Regions from separate parts of the Mus musculus genome. Here region 1 is linked to region 2. The links are chromatin contacts, called in public HiChIP or PLAC-seq maps. All regions are on one chromosome and are shown on one strand. The core of a region is the stretch at or near the end of the contact, and the rest is flanking DNA. Distances in the headings are between cores, read along the strand shown. Region 1 holds the start of Zrsr1 (zinc finger (CCCH type), RNA binding motif and serine/arginine rich 1). Region 2 has its middle 100 kb from the start of Gm40816.

Region 1 (3,439 bases), core at 879-3,378, 220 kb before region 2:
ATTGCAACCTTCCACCGGGTCACTGGACAGAATTCACACTGGAGCTGTCGTCCTGCGTACCATCTTCCATTAAAGAGAGAGAGGGCTGCTTGGCATTCTTCTTCCGACTGGTACTGAACATACACATTGCCCCGCAGATGAGGTTCCAGGTTGCAGCTTACTTTGAACTGAATCACCTTTCCCACGTTCTTGAACTCCGGCAGCACGTCATGGTAGAAATCCAAGAACTGCTGGTAGGTCTCCTCCTCACTGTACTCCAGGTTTGCGTCTGAGTCATAGTCATCCCTTCTGCACTGCTCCATTCCAAACGTTGTAAACATACTCTTCACAAGAAGGGTGGGACTTGACGTGGGAAAGTCGTGTTTCCGTGAACATCTGTTACCAAATCTGCACGCTCCCGTTTTATTGTAGAAGGGACAACTGGGTCGATATTTCTCCAGCCTTAAATCCTTGGGTGGTTCCGGGTTCTGCCAAATGCGCTCATTTTCAGCCTGGTCCAGCATTTTCTGCACCGCTTCCTCCCTCTCTCTCTTCTCCTGTAGCTTCTGCTCCTCCTCCTCTCTCTGTTTTTTCTGTTGTTCTTCCCACTCGGCCTTTATTTGTCTCTCCTGTTCTTCCTTCTGTTTTCTAGCGGCCTCTTCCTTTTTCTTCTTTATTCTGAATTCTTCTTGCGCCTTCTCCTCCCTCAGCAGCCACTCTTCATGTAATCTTTGCCGCTCTATCTCCAGTAATCGCTCTGCAAGTTCTTCGTTAGCAGAAACATCATCGTCCTCCTCTGGTGGGGCTTCCAGAGCTCTCAGCCGAGCCATTTTCTGCCGACGTTTCTTGCGTTTCTCCTTCTTCATTGCCGCCTTGTATTGTTTTCGGCTGAGTTTCTCAGGAATCGCGGTCTGCCGTGATGCCATTTTACCGCAGAGCGGGGGGGGGGGGGGGGGGGGGGGGGGGGGGGGGGGGGGCTCTTCCCGGATCTCGCGATAATCTCTTTTTCTCACGCTGTGGATTGAAAATGTCGCCCGCTGCTAAGTTGTTCTGCTGTTTAATGTTCGTTACCTTCCTGGACAGCAACTTCAGGGTGGCACCATTCAGCCCAGTTGACTTTCCTTTCCACCAGCCTAGAAAGCTTGAACCAGCTGAGTCACCGGCGTGTTTGCGCAATGCAGCAACCAGTAGTTGAATGTGCGCATGCGCAGTCGAAGGCCAGTGTTTGCGTTGGAATGTGGGCTGTACCGCCTACCTGCGCAGTCACTCGGTTATCCGCAGTACGTAGGCCTGCCTGCGCAGTTATCCGGTTATCCGTGGTACTGCCAGCCTGCGCAATTACCCGGTTATCCAGTTACCCGTGATAAAGCCTATCCGTGCAGTTACCCGGTTGTCCGGTTATCCGTGGCACAGCCTGCCTGCGCAGTGACCCGATTATCCAGTTATCCCACGCAGTTACCCACTTATCCGTGGTAGGCCTGCGCAGTTACCCAGTTTTCGGAGGTACGGATGGTCTGCGCAGTTACCCGATTATCCAGTTATCCGCAGTACGGCCTGCCTGGGCAGTCACCCGGTTATCCGTTTATCCGCAGTACATAGGCCTGCCCATGCAGTTACCCGGCCGGGCCGGTATGGCCGGCTTGCGCAGTTATCCGTCTATCCAGTTATCCGTGGTATGGCCTGCCTGCGCAGTTACCCAATTATCTGTGGGGCGGCCGCAGTTACCAATTATCCGCGATTATCCGTGGTACAGCCAGCCTGCGCAGTTACCTGGCTATCCGCAGTACGGCCTGCCTGCGCAGTTACCCAGGTATCCGTGGTTATCTGTGGTACGGCCAGCCTATGCAGTTACTGGTTATGCATGGCACAGCTGGCCTGTGCAGTTACCCGGTTATCCGCTTTAAGGCCAGCCTCCGTGGCATGGCCGGCCTGCGCAGTTACCTGGTTATCCGTAGTATGATCAGCCTACGTAGTTACCCGGTTATCCATGGTACAGCTGGAACAGTGGTTATCTGCCTTACCGACCGGCCTGCGCAGTTGCGGGTGGTTATCTGCAGTACGGTCCGCCTGCGCAGTCATCCAGGTATCTGCAGTTATCCGCAGTATGTCTGATCTGCGCAGTTACCCTGTAATCTGCAGTTACGTCTTTACTCCGGGAAAGGCAGGCCTGCGCAGTACGATTTACTGCTTTTTTTGTCTCCGCCCCCTGCAGTGGGAGTGCTCCTGCAGTAAGAATGCTCAGCCCTGAGCCGGGGCAGGCTTGTCTCACTGCAGGGCACCCCTCCATGCCGGTGCTGGCAGCTCACCTTCCCGGGCTTGTTTATGTGGGTGCTGGGAATAGAAATTAAGTTCTTATATTTGTTTGTCAAGGGCTTTACCAGGTAAACCGTTTTTCTGGCTTCAGCTCCTCACTCTTGTGGAAAGTAAGGGGTTTTGGTTTTGTTGTTGTTTTGTTTTTTAAATATTGAATGTGGGCCTGGTGTGGTGTCGCACGCCTTTAATCCCAGCACTCGGGAGGCAAAGGCAGGCGGATTTCTGAGTTCGAGGCCAGCCTGGTCTACAGTGTGAGTTCCAGGACAGCCAGGGCTACACAGAGAAACCCTGTCTCGAAAAACCAAGGGAATAAAAAATTGAATGTGTTTTGTTTTTTGCAAACACATTCCTTTCATTTGTTCTGTAATGTAGTTTTGTGGGGTATTCACCAGAGAAGACTGCTCAGACAAGTGTTTAAGCCAAGAAAAAAATCTTTTATTTTTGTTTGTTTGTTTGTTTGTTTTTTCAGAGACAAGGGTTTTACTGTGTAGCTGTGGCTGTCCTGGAACTTGCTCTGTAGACTAGACTGGCCTTGCATCATGCTATGTTTAGGTATGATCCCCATAGGCTCTTATGCTTGCACAAGCCTATAGGGGCCAGGGAGTAGAATGTGATGGTTTGTATAGGGAGTGGCACTGTTAGAAGCTGTGGCCTTGCTGGAGTAAGTGTGTCATTGGCTTTAAGACCCACATCCTAGATGCCTGGAAGCTAGTCTTCTAGCAGCTTTCAGATGAAGATGTCAGACTCTCAGCTCTTCCTGCACCATGCCTGTGTGCTACCGTGTTCCTGCCTTGATGGTAATGGACTGAACCTCTGAATCTGTAAGCCAGCCCTAGTTAAATGTTGTCCTTTATAAGACTTGCCTTGGTCATGGTGTCTATTCACAGCAGTAAAACCCTAACTAAGAAGAAAGCTCTGCCTGCCTCTGTGTCACAAGAAAGAAGGTAGATACCTGTGTATAGCAAAAGTTATATTTTATGCTGAGGGTCATCATACAAGGTTCACACTTTAAATTTCTAAATATGGTCCTAAGTCTTTATCCCCAAGGTGCTCACCTGTGTGATGTATCTTAGCTGGAGGTCAGGTCCAGTCTTACAGAAGTCTCTGATTTGAGGGTCAGGATCCTGGGGAGACTGTCCAGCCACAG
Region 2 (3,366 bases), core at 175-2,674:
TGCTTGTTTGTTTGTTTGTTTGTTGTTTTAGACAGAATTTTATGAAGCCCAGGCCAACCAACCTTGAACTCTTGCCCCACTTTCCAAGGGCTGTAATAATGGCATGTGCCATCATGCCCAGCTCCAAAACATGTATCTTTTCATTTTAATAAGGCAACTGTATCCCTTTATTTTTTTTTTATAATTCTGTGCTATATTTTAAGGTCTTTCTTCCTCCCATTGCCCAAATTGCTGATCCATGTTTCTTCTTTGTCCATGGGTTCCGGGATGCTTGATTTTGATCGTCAACTTGACTAGATTAAAAGCTATCAAGGTTCTGTAGAAATGCACCTCTGAGTATGTTTGTGGGGAGAGACTTACGATGAATGTGAGCAGCACTGTCCAGTGGACTGTGAGCTGGGATAAAGGGGAACTGGAGGAAGAAAACAGTGAGCCCTTTCTCCAGTAGAGGCAGTGAGCCTAGCCTGTCACTGTTGCGGTGGCCACCGATGTTAGACTCCACCCTTTCAGCTCTGGGAAGCTCCTGAGCCTTTAGCCTTGTCTTGGAACTCAGACTTTTAGTCTGAGCAGCCACTGGGCTCTTTGTCTCTCCAGCATGTACACAGCCCTTATAGGACCACCTCACCCTTATTCTATAAGCCAACTCAAAAAAGCCCTTTAGGCCACTCGATTAGTTCTGATCCTCTAGAGAACCTTAATACAAGTTTTTTGAACTAATCTAAGTTTTTAATTAGAATATCATGGTTTTAGTTTCAGGGAAAAAAAAGTATGAGTCTGGTATAAAAACTGTCCTTCATGCATGCTTGACAAACATTCTACCACAAACCACATTCCCAGCCTTAGAAATAATGGCTATGAGATAACTATAACACTGTCCTCAATTACAAGGACTAGTTCTCAAGTCCTATGTGAAATGTGCAAGACAGAAGCAAAGCCAACTCATGAATAGCCCTCATTGTGACAAGAAATAGAGTGTTGCTTTTGTAAGCCACGGAACTTCGAAGGCTGGAGGCCAGAAGGCACAGTCTGAGAGCTAGGGTGTAGCTCAGTTGGTAGATTGCTTGGTCACTGTGCTTAAAGCCTTGGGTTCAGTCACCAGCACTCCATAAACTGAGTGGCACTGGGTCTGTGATCACAGGCAGGCAGGAGGATCAGAAGGTTATTCTTGGGTGCTGTGGTGGTTTGAATAAGAATGTCCCCTGTAGGCTCCTGTATTTGAATGTTTGGTCATTAGGGAGTAGCACTATTTGACAGGGATTGGGGGATACAGCCTTGCTGGAGGAAGTGTGTCACTGAGGGTGAGCTTGGAGATTTCAGAAGCTGCCTGTGGATCTGGTTATAGAACTCTCAGTTCCATGTCTGCCTGTGTACCACCATGCTTCCTGCCATGCTGATAACAGACTAAACCTCTGAAACTGTAAGCAAGCACCAGGGAAATACTTTCCTTTTTGAGAGTTGCCATGGTTATGGTGTCTCTTCACAATAGAACACTGACTAAAATAGTAAGGCAAGGTCATCCCGGTCTACATCAACAAAACTCTGTCTCAACAACTCCAAACTCTCAAACCAAACCACCACCAACAAAATCCCTTGCCTGTATTAGTACACTTAGCTCTTGCTAGAGCAAGATTTAGCTACGATCATTCTCCAACTCATCTCAAGAAACAGGCCCAGAGATGGTAATGAGCCAGCCCTAGGGTCACACAGCTTCGACAGAACTCCTGTCCAGCCCCAGGTGATCTGTGCTGTGTGTTGTTAGCCTTTTTTCATCCAGGTTCATGTCGACCCTGTGATGCCTCTGCTGCAGCCTCCCAAGTGCTGGGATTACAGTGTGTCCTTCCACAGCTGCTTCCATCTTTTTGACCTTTTTTTTCTATTTATTTTTATTATATATGAATATCATATACATACTGGCTATCTCTCCAGTACTCCCTCATTTTACTTTTTGATTCCCATGTCATTGGGTCATGATGTGAGATGTGGAGGAGAGGTCCTGAGCACGTGAAGAGAGAAACAGGAATTCAAAGGGAAAAGAGATTGTCAGAAGGACAGAAACTCAGTAAATGATCAAAGGCAATGACAGTCTCTAAGGTTCTGCCAGATCTGACTCTATCATCCTGGGCCATTTAAAACTTCCTCACCATAATTATAAATCAGGTGTGTAGCAAGGCTCTAACCCGTGAGATCCAGGTGTGGAATGCCTGAGTCTTAGCTCTCACATTTATTCCTTTCTTTGTTACCTTATGCTTTTTCTAGCTGGGTGTGATAGTGCATGTTTTTAGTTCCAGCACTTGCAAGGCCAAGGCAGGCGGATCACTTTGTGAGGTCAAGGCCAGCTTGGTCTACAGAACAAGCTCCAGCCAAGGCTGCACTGTGACACACTGTCTCAAAACAGAAAATACAGATTTTCCTCTCACTTCCTGTGTTGCTTGGCCAGAGGCCCTTCCTGTATAGTGTGTATGCTACACTTCCTGAGCCATATCATATCCACACAAAATCACTCTCTCACCTGACAGACCTGGCTGAGTGTGAGGCCTCCTCTTCTGTTGGTGGGGGCAGTTCTATAGCAGCTGGCTTCCCTTGCCACACAGAAAGGCTGGCAGCCATCTAACTCTTCTGTAATGCACTTGTTCTTTTTGTCTGGTAGCTTGTATAAATTTTTTTTAGCTCAACAGGTAAGAAATTTTATAGAGTATTCCTAAATGTGTGTCTTTTTTCTGTTGGGCCTAGAACTTAGTAAGTCATTTCAGATGCAAATGTCTCTGAACCTTAGAGGCATTCATTGCCTTTGATCATTTACTGAGTTTCTGTCCTTCTGACAATCTCTTTTCCCTTTGAATTCCTATTTCTCTCTTCACGTGCTCAGGACCTCTCCTCCACATCACACATCATGACCCAATGACATGGGAGTCAAAAAGTAAAGTGAGGGAGTGCTGGAGAGATAGCCCAGTGGTTAAGAGCACTGGCTGCTCTTCAGAGGGCTGATGTCAGGTTCCCAGCATGCACAGGGTGGCTCACAACAGTCTGTCATTCCAGTTTTAGGAAATAATATGTCCTCTTCTGGTCTCTAAAGGCCATATGCAGTATACATAAATACATACAGGCAAAACATTTTATATATATATATATGTATATATATATATATATATATATATATATATATATATATATATATATATATATATGAATATCATGGATAGAGGTGAGGGGGTCAGTTCTTCTTGAAGAGTATGGCCCCTACCATTTCACCCACACTGAGTGTACCTCACTGAAAACATTCTGCAGCCTGCTCACTGTCCTCTACATCAAGATGAACATTGGCTCCTGTGGGCTGAAGCTTTGCCCTGGGTTTAAAGACCGAGTCTC

Evidence for each region. HiChIP or PLAC-seq counts read pairs in DNA pulled down with a chosen protein or histone mark.
Region 1: an H3K4me3 HiChIP or PLAC-seq map of the SCID.adh cell line shows a contact between it and region 2, with 17 read pairs. The contact joins the promoter of Zrsr1 here to the enhancer-like site in region 2. A contact is called at or near these places in 11 of 39 promoter capture datasets (HPC-7-derived erythroid cells, embryonic stem cells, hematopoietic stem and progenitor cells and 5 more), 1 of 15 datasets of contacts at CTCF or cohesin (CD8 T cells), 2 of 484 Hi-C or Micro-C datasets (B cells and centrocytes), 12 of 115 datasets of contacts at active chromatin or transcription factors (DN3 thymocytes, the SCID.adh cell line, bone marrow-derived macrophages and 4 more) and 5 of 9 other capture datasets (adipose tissue, embryonic stem cells, liver and 2 more).

Annotation. Positions count from the first base shown.
Region 1 is chr11:22,970,694-22,974,132 of GRCm38.p6, reverse strand. It overlaps Zrsr1 (zinc finger (CCCH type), RNA binding motif and serine/arginine rich 1), which reads right to left and starts at 2,128. Exons shown (of 1, transcript NM_011663.3): 1 at 1-2,128. The coding sequence starts at 905. The region is part of intron 1 of Commd1 (COMM domain containing 1); the gene reads left to right.
Region 2 is chr11:22,754,404-22,757,769 of GRCm38.p6, reverse strand. No RefSeq gene overlaps it. Among named protein-coding and RNA genes, the nearest start is that of Gm40816, 100 kb to the right of the region's middle. Within about 2 kb of position 1,424, at least 24 of the 459 cell types and tissues checked have an H3K27ac peak or open chromatin away from gene starts, as enhancers often do. A contact at or near this core is called in CD8 T cells, the SCID.adh cell line and memory CD8 T cells, where this site is marked.